Linked DNA regions of Mus musculus: all the other regions are linked to region 1. A link is a contact called in public ChIA-PET and HiChIP or PLAC-seq data. All regions are on one chromosome and are shown on one strand. The core of a region is the stretch at or near the end of the contact, and the rest is flanking DNA. Distances in the headings are between cores, read along the strand shown.

Region 1 (3,889 bases), core at 246-2,745:
ATGGGCTCCTATCCCTCTGGATGTGTAAGCCCAAATAAACCGTCCCTTCCGTAAGGTTCCTTGGTCATGGTGGTTTATCACAGCAACAGAAAAGCAATTAATATTCAGCAGAAATGTCACCACACCCAAGGTCATCTGCTCCATACTTAAAAGCTAATATTCAGAGAATGAGAGTTGGTGGAAGGAAATCGGGTTTATTCAAGACTTTGTATTCTGAGATGTGGGAAACTATTTCTCCCCTCAAACTTGCATATTAGGGAACTCGGGTACATGAGAACTCCTTCACAAGGGGGGGGGAGGTGCCGAGGTCAAAGGGTGGGAAATGTACGTGCTGGGTAGGATCTTTGTCATCTAGGACTGTTGTCTTTATTCTCCTGTCACAACCAGCCTTGAACTCTGGTGGCTAGCTCATGTAATGAAAACTAAATACCATGGGCCTTTACATGTATTATGTATAATTATATATGTGATACATATGATAGTACCACGGAATATATATTAATACATACACATTCTATAATACATATGTATTATACATATGTTTTTCTTTTTTTTCTTTTTTTTTTTTTTTTTTTTGGTTTTTTGAGACAGGGTTTCTCTGTGTAGCCCTGGCTGTCCTGGAACTCACTGTAGACCAGGCTGGCCTTGAACTCAGAAATCCGCCTGCCTCTGCCTCCCGAGTGCTGGGATTAAAGGCGTGGGCCACCACCGCCCGGCACTATACATATGTATTCTATAAATTCTCCTTTCCTAGGGGGAGGAGAACTCCACAAGCTATTAGTGACCACAGAGTGGAGCTGTGACTTCTTCCATGTTGCCACTGACAAGCTAATCCTGGCTATTGCACAACAAAACTGAGACATGCAATACTAATGCAATTCAGGAGCATGCCACTTTGCCAAGTTTCAATTATTTAAAAACCATCGGCTTTTTAAATTGTGTATGACACGTGTGAAATACATGTCAATCCCTCACCTTCTCACTTACTTTAGTCATATCAAATGATCCAACACAATATGTTCGTGCTTATCATTGAACTTTCACAATGTTATAAACATACATAGTCTTTAAACTAGACTCAGTTCATAACTTTATAATTGCAAGCAAACAAACCAAAGAATCAAATACACACAGACAGAATAACGCAACACAGCGGGAATACTCTAGAGAAGATAATTCCCACCCACCACTGGTTATTGATCTTCCATAAGTTCCAATAGATGAAGGGCAGTGGAAACCCCAAAAAGACATATCCGTGGTATTAAAATATTGCTAAGCGATTCTTATTTTTACAACCATTAGTAGCCTTAAACTATGCATAAACAGTGTTTTCCATGCATGCTGCAGGTGTCTCAGCCAAGCTGATGAAAGAAGCACCCTACCCGGCTAGAGGACACCGCGCTCCCTACAACCCGCGTCTCCCGGTGCGCAGGCTCAAGCCCCGCCCCTACGCTCCAGCCTCCCGTCATGCTCCGCGATAGTGGCTGTGGCGGCAGCGACCGAGGCGGCAGTATGGAGGGCGAGAGCACGTTGGGGGTGCTGTCTGGCTTCGTGCTCGGCGCGCTCACTTTCCATCATCTCAACACAGACTCAGACACGGTGAGCCGGGCGCGGCTGCCGACCCCGCCCGCAGTCCCCGCTCGCTCCGTGGGTTCGCGGAGCAGGGCGCCCTCCCGGGCTCTCATCCGGGCCCTTTTTCTCTGCTCGCCCTTGGGCTTGGAGGAAAGTTCCCCGGGGCCTCCGGCTCGGCGACGAAAGTCGGGCAGCTTACCTGCCTCGCTACCCTGCTGTGCGAAGGATCCCGGCGCCGGGTCCTACTCGCAGCGCGTGAGCGTCGCGAGGCTCGGGAGGACGAGCAGGGGCGAGCCAGACCCCGCACCCAGCCGCAAGGGGCTGGCTAGTTGTAGGGCTACCCTGGCATGAGGCTGTAAGATCCGGCTATTTCTGTGCTACTTTCCGTTACAAACGCACCTTGTCCAGGATCAGATGTGTAAATGCATTTTTAAGCCTTTGCCTCCTTTCGAAGCCCGTGAGTGACATTGAAAACAAATTTTAAGGCTTTTTTTTTTTTTTTTGGTAGATTAAAAACTTACCGTAAAACTTTGAGGTCTGGCAGTAGCATCTTGTATTAAGTTCTTAGTAACATAAAGAAAGAAACTAGAAACATCTAAAATGAGTTTGGGGTCTGCACGAATACAGTGCAGAGAGCACCATACTGAACAGTGTGGAGTAAGGTATTTGAACTGTTGAGTCCTTCGCTTTAAGTGTCAGATCTGCGTTGCCTAAATTGCTTCTCAGCACAGTCCCAGTGATAGGAGTGTACAATGATTTTGATGTGCAGTACATCAAAATACCAGGGGGAAACAAATGACATCTTTGAATGCGCGAGGTACTCACCGGGCAGCACATAATGGGATGATACATTAGCATGGCTCTACGGGAGGATGATACACAAACTTCATACTAAACACAAACACGTGTGTGTGTGTATCTGTGGGACTTATTTTAGAAGATGTTTAGCGTGAACATAAGTAAACTGCCCTAAGTCTGTAGTTTATAGGATTAGCCCTTGTACACTACATCTTGGTGTTTGACCCTAGTTTCTCAGATATTTTAACTTTTGTTTGTTTGTTTGAAGAGTCATTTACTGAGCATCTGTGGATCACACATGGGCAGTGCCCAAGTAGACCAGAAGAGGGCATAACATCCCCTGGAACTTAATGGGAGATAAAGATGTGGGCGCTGAGAACTAAATCCTGTTCTTTTGCAAGAGCAGCCACTGCTCTTAATGACTGAATCGTCCCTCCAGCTCAACTAAAGTTTTTAGAGTTGGTTTCTGAATAATTGTACTTAGAATTGACTGGTACTTTTCCTAGTTTTTAACATTGGGAGTATCAAAATCAAGAACATTTGCAATTGCAGATTTTTACCCACTTGATTCTGTTAAAAGACTGGGACATTCCTATGTTTGTTTGGTTGGTCGTTCGATTATTTTGATGAAATGGAGGCAGGGCATTATAAACCAATTTTAATGAATAGAAGAGTTCACTTGATCTTTAAATGCACCCAAAGAAAAAACTTGAGTCACTGAAATGAGAAAACAAAACAAAAACTCAAAAGGCTGCCTGTATTTTAAAAGAAAACAGGCACACAGTAGACCCACTGGGAAGCAGATGTAACTGAATTACAAATCTTTATTTTTTTTTAATAATTTTTAGACAGATTTACATCTGAAAACATTGATCACTTTAGCATTCCATAGCTAAGAAACCTCCACTGACACTCAGAAATATGTGTAAAATCCAGACTTGGGCTGCTCATTTGGATTATCTTGTGGGACTTTACCCTCTTGTTACAACTGTCCACAGAAGCCTTGCGCTTCAAGACAAACTGCTCAGCTGAGCTCTTAAACAGACTTAAAACTTTTATGCATTTGAGTTAGGGGTGCTTCACTCTCTGCCTTCCCAAACTATTACCAAGCCCTTTAAAGTCAGTTCTACTCAGCCTGGCGTGGTGGCGCTCGCCTTTAATCCCAGCACTTGGGAGGCAGAAGGCAGGCGAATTTCTGAGTTCAAGGCCAGCCTGGTCTACAAAGTGAGTTCCAGGACAGCCAGAGCTACACAGAGAAACCCTGTCTCAAAACAAACAAACAAACAAATCAGTTCCACTCTGTCTCCCTCTCAGCCTTTCCCAGTTACCCATGTGCCCACTACCTATAACACATTTGTATATTGTGAAATTCTGAGAAGATATGATTAGGAGATAGAATATTGACCCTAGCCAGTGTGTTTCATATACTGCTTCTTTTGTTTACTCTCATAGGAAGGTTTTCTCCTCGGTGAAATGAAAGGTGAAGCCAAGAATAGCATTACTGATTCACAGATGGACA
Region 2 (3,949 bases), core at 1,111-3,610, 180 kb after region 1:
ATTTTCCTTATCCCTTCTTAGCAGAGTTAATAATTCTTTATGTTAGACTTTCCCTGGTCAAATTATGTTTGGACTCTGGTCTAGTACCAAGTCTGACAGAGAGAGAGCTGGCACCTCTGATAACCTCTGGGTGGATACCTTGAAATGGTAGTTCATTCTCCTTAAAACCCACCAAGGTCCCCCTCCCATCACATACACTGTCCCTGGATCCCCACCTAGAGTCAGATCTCAGCATGCTTCAGGAGGGCAGGGACAGGCTAGAACCTAGGAAGAGCGTAAATGCCACACTTTCCAAATCCACATCATCAGAAACCCAGTGACCGTGAGTAGGAGAACGTCCAGGTGTGAGACAAGAAGAGTGAAGGACCCCAGAAGACCAGGTCAAGTTCATTTACCCAAGAGTGTTCTCTAGAGAGAACACTGCTGCCCTAAGAATGGGGGGCCTCAAAGGCATAAGGAGATAGGAGAGTTGGGCTGTATAAATCCCCTACACACATACCCTTGACTATGTTCCCAGGAAAATCCAAAAGACAATACCCTTGAAAAGCTCCTCTGTCGCCTTTATAGGTTAGCTGTGACTGCATGGGTTGTCACCAGTGAACAAGACTCCCTAATTGATTTGTTTGCTTGTTGAGACAGGATTTCTCTGTGTAGCCCTGGCTGCCCTGGAACTCACTCTGTAGACCAGGCAGGCCTTGAAGTCAGAGATCTGCTTGCCTCTGTCTCCCAAGTGCTGGGATTAAAGCTGTGCTCTACCACAGCCTAGCAAACTCCCTTATTTCAATAATAAGGTAAGTAATAATAATATGGTAAGAAGCCACAGATGAAGAACCAAAGTGGCATATTATTTACAGAATAGGGTGGTATAGACATACCACGATCAGCTGACATGGGTCACAAAAAGCTTTGACAAGGGCTAATAAATCATGGTGTCTCTAGGAACAGAGCAGTCTGCCTTCCGTATTACCCCTTCTGTATTGGGAGAAATTCTAAGTCTGGTAGCCAAGACTTTGACTGGGGTTGTTATAGTGGATAAGCCCAGTTCCTTACCCAGGCTCAGAGGTAGGAGGATCACAGACTAAGAGGCCCTTGTCCAACGAGTGTCTGTTGGCCCAGCCTAACAAGGGCCTGGAAGATGGGGCAATGGAGTTCAGTCTGGCCAAGTCTACTTACTACAGAGACACCACACAAAGGAAGGGCAAAGCAGAGCAAGGGTTTGACTGTCAGCGGTAGGAGTCTCAGTCCTACACTGTATATGTGTCGCCTACATGTGTGCTTGTGCACGCGGTGTGCAGCGCCCAGTAGAGGCCAGGATAGGGCAGCAGATCCATTGGGACAGGGGTTATGGATGGTTGTGGGTGCTGGGAATCGAACCTGGGTCCTCTGGAAGAGCAGCCAGCATGGCATGAGGCTCTAGCTGGAACTTGCTGGGTGCTTGGCACCGAGGGATGGACAAGGTAAGCTAGACTTCAGCTTCGACTTGGTGAAAAAAAGAAATGTCCTCACTCCTGTTTCCCCTGCTCTGAGGAGCCATGGAAGGCCGAAGTGTCTGGGTCCCCCTTGCTCTTGGTGCTACCGAGCCCATACCTTCAGGGCTTCCTCAAGCTAGTGTGTCTGGGCCCCCTTTTCCTCCAGGAGGGTGACCACAAATCCTGGCCTGCCTGGTGCTTTCTGTGCTAAACTAGGAAAGTTCTGAGCAAAATGGGCCACCCCTGGAACCCAGAAAGCCAGCGCCATTCCACTCTTTGGAACGATATGGATCAGAGCACTGATTTGCTCAATTTCTATCTCGAATTAAGTCTGTTTTGCATGTGTGTGTGTGAGAGAGAGAGGGTAGGAGGGAGAGAGAGGGAGAGAGAGGGAGAGAGAGGGAGAGGGAGGGAGAGGGAGGGAGAGGGAGGGAGAGGGAGGGAGGGAGAGGGAGGGAGAGGGAGGGAGAGAGAGAGAGAGAGAGAGAGAGAGAGAGAGAGAGAGAGCGTTTATGGTGTTTTAAGATAGAATCTTAGATAGCTCAAGCTGGCCTTGAATTTGCTGTGTAGCAGAAGCTAACCTTGAACTCCAGACCCTCTTGTTCCTACCTCTGAAGTGCTGGACTTATAGGCATGTGCCCCCACACCCTGATGAATTCCACAGTATTTTAACCCCAGCAAAAATCTAAAAATCTGTGTTTTTTAAGTAAGATAAATTTAATTCAAGGGACGAGAAACTTCTTAGAAGTTGAACAGCTGCATGTGGGGCCTTTGTTCTTTAAATATATTTTCGTTTTTTTGCCCCAACTTCCTCTCCCCTCCTCCCCCTTCTCTTTGTCTTCTTATGTGAAAAACTGAGAACAGAAGTGTCTAGAGAGCAGGCAAAAGATAAAACAAGAGAAAAGTTTCAATTCTGGAATCTGCTTATTCATGTCAAGTTCTAAAACGACACCTTAGGACAAGACAGTCCTCCGCGCAAGTGGCTTACTTATCATATCAAAGCATAGTGGCAAAGAGTCAAAGTTCTACAGCTCTGGCAGGAGAGACAAATAATGATAAGCTGGGTGCACAGAGAGCAGCAGGTGCTGATCCAGTCCTAGTTCCTCTGAGGATGGGTCTGGAGGTGTGGGAACTGAAAGCCAGTCAAGTTGTCCTCTCACCCACAGACTAATCTGCTCTGCGGGGAGTGATAAGGGCAGAGTCACTGAGGACTCTGTTTTGAGCCAGTGCCAAGTGAAAGAGAAACGTCACGGGCAATGAATACCAGCTGCCAGCACTGGACAGCCCCAAAGAGTGCAGGGTGCTCACAGTACAAGGTCCTTGGAGAGGAGCCCCTCTCTGGAGGCGTGCAGGCTTCAGCGTGAAGGCTGCCCCTTTTCTGAGATCCAACTCAAAAGAACATAACCTTCCCTTTCCACCTCTGCATCTCTTCTTTGGATGCCGACCAAGATCCTAAGCATGCTCCAACTACCGCCCACCTCTCTCTAGCTAACTTGTCGACCTTCTTGTAGAGCCTAACAAAGTAGGCTTAACTCTCTCCACCTTCAATCTCCCCATTCTCTGCCCGCCTCCCCACCCCCCAGTGCCTCTGGAGTCAGGCCAGATCCAAACGATGGCAAAGGCCTAGAAATTCAATAAAAGAAAGACAAACATTTAAGCCGAGTTTGGCGACTACCCTTGTTTAAGAGTAGCCAAGGACAGGGATGGAATGGAGCAGGAAGACCAGAGAGGGCAGATGGTGACTGACAGGAGGAAGAAAAGCCATGTAGGAGCTGGAAGTGTGCCCAGCCTTAGTGACTGAACCGAGCAGTGAGTTCCTGGAAGCCAGAGAGGAAGCCAGTGAGGGTAGAAAGAACAGCCCACAGCAGGTGTCAGAGAGAAGCAAGGGCTGAGAAGGGTCCTCTGAGCTTGGGCGTCAGTCAGCAAGGACTAAATTGAGGTAGCTTTTAGGCAGGAAGTGATGGAGAGCAGGGAGGGGCACTTCCAAGATCTAGATGTGAAGAACCGTGGTAAGTTGTCAGTATATAGACCCAGTGCCGGGCTTTTGCTGTTGAGTTCAAATGAGAGATGTGTGAGACTACGTAGAAACAGGAGACGTGGCCAGAAGACGGCTGGCCAACTCAAGTCTCTTGGAGAGAGGAAGGGAAGCAATCTAGAGCTCGCATGCAGGAATTCATTTTTCTAATTATTTAGAAACTGAGCAAAGGGTATATAGTGTGTAAAGTTCTTGCCTTGCAGGTGCAAGGACTTGAGTTCGATTCCCCCAGAACCTCCAGTTTTTAAAATCTGCATAAGGCTAGAGAAGTGGCTCTCTGGTTAAGAGAACACACTGCTCTTGCAGAGGACCTGGGATCTGTTCCCAGCCCCCCACACTGAGTGCCTCACAACCATGCGTGACACCAGCTCTAGAGCATCTGACACCCTCTCCTGGCCTCTGAGGGAGCCCATACTCACTTACTTGTACACACACCAATGCACAC
Region 3 (3,776 bases), core at 750-3,249, 240 kb after region 1:
CTCCCGGGAAGAGACAAGAAAGAAAGCACAAGGCAGCAAGAGTCTGCGAATACAGTACCCAGCTACCAAATGGATGTCAAACCCAAAGTAAGCAAAGCTGAAGGGCTGGAGAGGTGACTCTGTTGTTAGAGCACTGGTTGCTCTTCCAATGAACTAGGATTTGATTCCCAGCAACCACATGGTGTCTAGCAACCATCTGGAACACCAGAGCCGGGGTTTCTGGTGCCTTCTGGCCTCCGCAGGCACTAGGCATGCACGTGGTGCCCAGACATACATACAGGCTTAAAAACAAATAACTTTGTCTCCATATTTCCTCCTGTGAGTATCTTGTTCACCCTTCTAAAAAGCACTGAAGCATCCATATTTTGGTCTTCCTTCTTCTTAGGCTTCATATGGTCTGTGAATTGAATCTTGGGTATTCCGAAGTTTTGAGCTAATATCCACTTATCAGTGAGTGCATACCGTGTTTGTTCCTTTGTGACTGAGTCACCTCACTCAGGATGATATTTTCAAGTTCCATCCACTTGCCTGCAAATTTCATGAAGTCAGTGTTTTTAATAGCTGAGTAGTACTCCATTGTGTAAATGTACCACATTTTCTGTATCCATTCCTCTGTTGAGGGACATCTGGGTTGCTTCCAGCTTCTGGCTATTATAAATAATGCTGCTATGAACATAATGGAGCATGTGTCCTTCTTACCAGTTGGAACACCTTCTGGGTATATGCCCAGGAGTGGTATAGCTGGGTCCTCAGGTATGTCCAAATTTCTGAGGAACTGCCAGTCTGATTTCCAGAGTTGTTGCACCAGCTTGCAATCCCACCAGCAATGGAAGAATGTTCCTCTTTCTCCACATCCTTGCCAGCATCTGCTGTCACCTGAGTTTTTCATCTTAGCCATTCTAACTGGAGTGAGGTGGAATCTCAGGGTTGTTTTGATTTATAATTCCCTGATGACTAAGGATGCTAAACATTTCTTTAGGTGTTTCTCAGCCCTTCGAGTTTCCTCAGGTGAGAATTCTCTGTTTAACTCTGTTCCCCATTTTTTAAAATAGGGCTATTTGGTTCTCTGGAGTCTATCTTCTTGAGTTCTTTGTATATATTGGATATTAGCGCTCTACAGACAGACAGACATATAGAGAGACAGAGAGACAGAGAGAGACAGAGAGACAGACAGAGGGGGGCAGAGGGTGAATTGTATTCATGACAATGCAAAGACGCTCTCTGTAAATACTGACCATGAGTGAGGGTGATGGAGAGCAGATCCAGCACTGCTCCTTCAGCAATGGAGGCGACTTTCCCTGTCATCTCATGCCGTCTCCTCAGATGGTTAGTCACTAGCCCAGAGCAGTGGTATACATCCAGTGCTCAGGAGACACTTGGTTCTTTCTGAGTCTGAGGCTAGTGAAGTCTACATACAGAGTGCTCCAGGCCAGCCAGAGCTACATAGCGAGACTCTGTCTTAAGAAATAAAAGACTATCATTCCTGAAGGACTAGAGTCAACCAGAAGAAGTACATTCAAATGTCAGGTTCCTCTTATTTTTTTTTTTTTTTTTTTTACATATGTTTGTTTTTTTTTTTTTAAGATTTATTTATTTATTATATGTAAGTACACTGTAGCTGTCTTCAGACACTCTAGAAGAGTGTCTTCAGACACTCTAGAAGAGGGAGTCAGATCTTGTTGGGGATGGTTGTGAGCCACCATGTGGTTGCTGGGATTTGAACTCTGGACCTTCGGAAGAGCAGTCGGGTGCTCTTACCCACTGAGCCATCTCGCCAGCCCGTCAGGTTCCTCTTATAATGAGAGTTTGGCAACAATATCCACGTTACATTGTCTGCCCTCGTCTCTCTTACCAGCTACCTAGTTCTTAAAACAAAACCCTCCAGAACTTGGTGGCTGCAACCGGTAACCACTTGTTTTGCCCTGTAATTTGTATGGCCCTGGGAGGAAACTGTGGTTTGATGTTTTCTTTTGATTCTGTGTAGATAGCTTCAATATGACCTGTAAGTTGGTTCTTACCGTTGGCTGGTCTGGCTTATGGCTATGATCTGTGTTTCAGTTCCTGTCTACAGAGGTCTCTCAATGGGCTATTGGGCTCCAAAAAACAAGCATTTCAAGGGAAGGTTCCAGCGTCATAAGGACTGGCTCAGAGACCAAGACAGACTGGCTGCTGCCACGCTCTGTGGCCAAAAAGCTACAGAGTCCAAGTTCAAGAGAAAGGATGTAGATCTTCCCTCTGTGTGAATGACGTATCAAAGAATTTTAGGACATGTTTTCAAGCTGAAATATAAGTGTTCTTGTTCTCTCATTTTCTCTCTCGTTCTCTCTCTTTCTCGCTTTCTCTCTCTCTCTCTCTCTCTCTCTCTCTCTCTCTCTCTCTCTCACACACTTTGCATATACACCTAGGTCATATGAGCTGTTCAGGAAATCTAGTACAAAGAACACACACACATACACTCAGGTGATATATCCAACTTCAGCCCTGTAAAGTGATTTCAGATTTCAGAGTCAAAATGAACACTTTATAGGAAGAGTGAGAAGAGGGTAGGAAGAAGAGATAATGAGGGAAAATGAAAATGAAGGAGAAGCCAAATCTTAGTCTCAAACACTGGGTTAAAACCAAAAAGTTGATAGGTGGTGGTGCACACTTTGATCCCAGCACTCGGGAGGCACAGGCAGGTCAGTCTCTGAGTTCAAGGCCAGCCTGGTCTACAGAGTGAGTTCCAGGACAGCCAGGGCTACACAGAGAAACCCTGCCTCAATAAAACCAAAACCAAACCAAACAAAAACAACTTGTCGTCAGGACTTATTTCTCTTCTACTCTCCCAGGTGTGTGTTTTATCAAATTTAGATCTTGGGTCTATTTAGAAATGTGTCCTATAAAGGCATAGTGTAGTACATGCCATTCTTAAACCCTCAAACAAAACCAGATTTCCATAAGCAGTGCCAACAAAGCTGAACCTGGTAAACAATAAACAAGCGCCATGTCTGTATTAGCCACGTGTCTCTGCTACAACAGAATGCCTGACACAAACAGCTTCACAAAGCTATTTGGCTTACATCTCTCTTCAGCATGGCGGGAAGGCATGGGAGAGGAGGATGGCTGTCCACACTGGTCCACAGGAATCAGAGGGGAGTGGGGGCTTATGCTCACTCAGCTGGCTTTCTCGTTTCTGTTAAGTCACATGGTTTGAATTGGCTTTGGGGGCATTGCCATAAAGCTATGACCTAAGTAGATGGGTATAAATGTGTATCTGAGCCTAAACACATGTTCATACATACCTAACCATGTCTCCTAGCTATACTAAAGGGGCCTAAAAGCAATGCTAAGCCTGCAGTAGTGAGCACTTCTAGGAACCTTAGCTTGGATTCTAAATAACCTTCTAGTGAGAAGGCATGCTGGTACCAGAGAGGAGGTCCCTTTGGAGTGAGAACAGGAAAACACAAGATGAATCTGGGATATCTCCTGATGCCAGAAAACAAAAACAATTTGTGAGTGATTGGAGAGAGGGGTTGTCAGACTGAAAGACCTGGCCTCTCTCTCTAAGGCCAAAGCTGGACAAATTGGGACAAGAAAATAAATGATAGCACAAGGTTACAATTGATAGAGTAAAACAAATATCTAGTCTGGATAAAGATAAATCATTTAATGATAGGTTAACGGGGGATGAGAGAATTTTCATGAATGAATGAGTGAAGGAGGAGGAGAAGGAGAAGGAGAAGGGAGGAGGAGGAGGAGGAGGAGGAGGAGGAGGAGGAGAAGGAGAAGAAGAAGAA

What was found. ChIA-PET counts read pairs in DNA pulled down with a chosen protein or histone mark. HiChIP or PLAC-seq counts read pairs in DNA pulled down with a chosen protein or histone mark.
Region 2: a contact with region 1 is called in an H3K4me3 HiChIP or PLAC-seq map of the 230-238 cell line, with 17 read pairs. The contact joins the enhancer-like site here to the promoter of Abraxas1 in region 1. A contact is called at or near these places in 1 of 39 promoter capture datasets (macrophages), 2 of 115 datasets of contacts at active chromatin or transcription factors (the 230-238 cell line and the SCID.adh cell line) and 2 of 9 other capture datasets (liver and pancreatic islet).
Region 3: a contact with region 1 is called in an RNA polymerase II ChIA-PET map of memory CD8 T cells, with 30 read pairs. The contact joins the enhancer-like site here to the promoter of Abraxas1 in region 1. A contact is called at or near these places in 3 of 39 promoter capture datasets (the C10 cell line, the HPC-7 cell line and pre-B cells), 2 of 484 Hi-C or Micro-C datasets (B cells and growing oocytes), 5 of 115 datasets of contacts at active chromatin or transcription factors (bone marrow-derived macrophages, effector CD8 T cells, memory CD8 T cells and 1 more) and 4 of 9 other capture datasets (adipose tissue, liver, macrophages and 1 more).

The regions. Positions count from the first base shown.
Region 1 is chr5:100,818,541-100,822,429 of GRCm38.p6, reverse strand. It overlaps Abraxas1 (BRCA1 A complex subunit), which reads left to right and starts at 1,495. Exons shown (of 9, transcript NM_172405.3): 1 at 1,495-1,599; 2 at 3,823-3,889. The coding sequence starts at 1,513.
Region 2 is chr5:100,642,787-100,646,735 of GRCm38.p6, reverse strand. No RefSeq gene overlaps it. Among named protein-coding and RNA genes, the nearest start is that of Coq2, 29 kb to the left of the region's middle. Within about 2 kb of position 2,360, at least 148 of the 459 cell types and tissues checked have an H3K27ac peak or open chromatin away from gene starts, as enhancers often do. A contact at or near this core is called in the 230-238 cell line, the SCID.adh cell line and liver, where this site is marked.
Region 3 is chr5:100,583,529-100,587,304 of GRCm38.p6, reverse strand. No RefSeq gene overlaps it. Among named protein-coding and RNA genes, the nearest start is that of Plac8, 13 kb to the right of the region's middle. Within about 2 kb of position 1,999, at least 98 of the 459 cell types and tissues checked have an H3K27ac peak or open chromatin away from gene starts, as enhancers often do. A contact at or near this core is called in B cells, the HPC-7 cell line, effector CD8 T cells and 2 more, where this site is marked.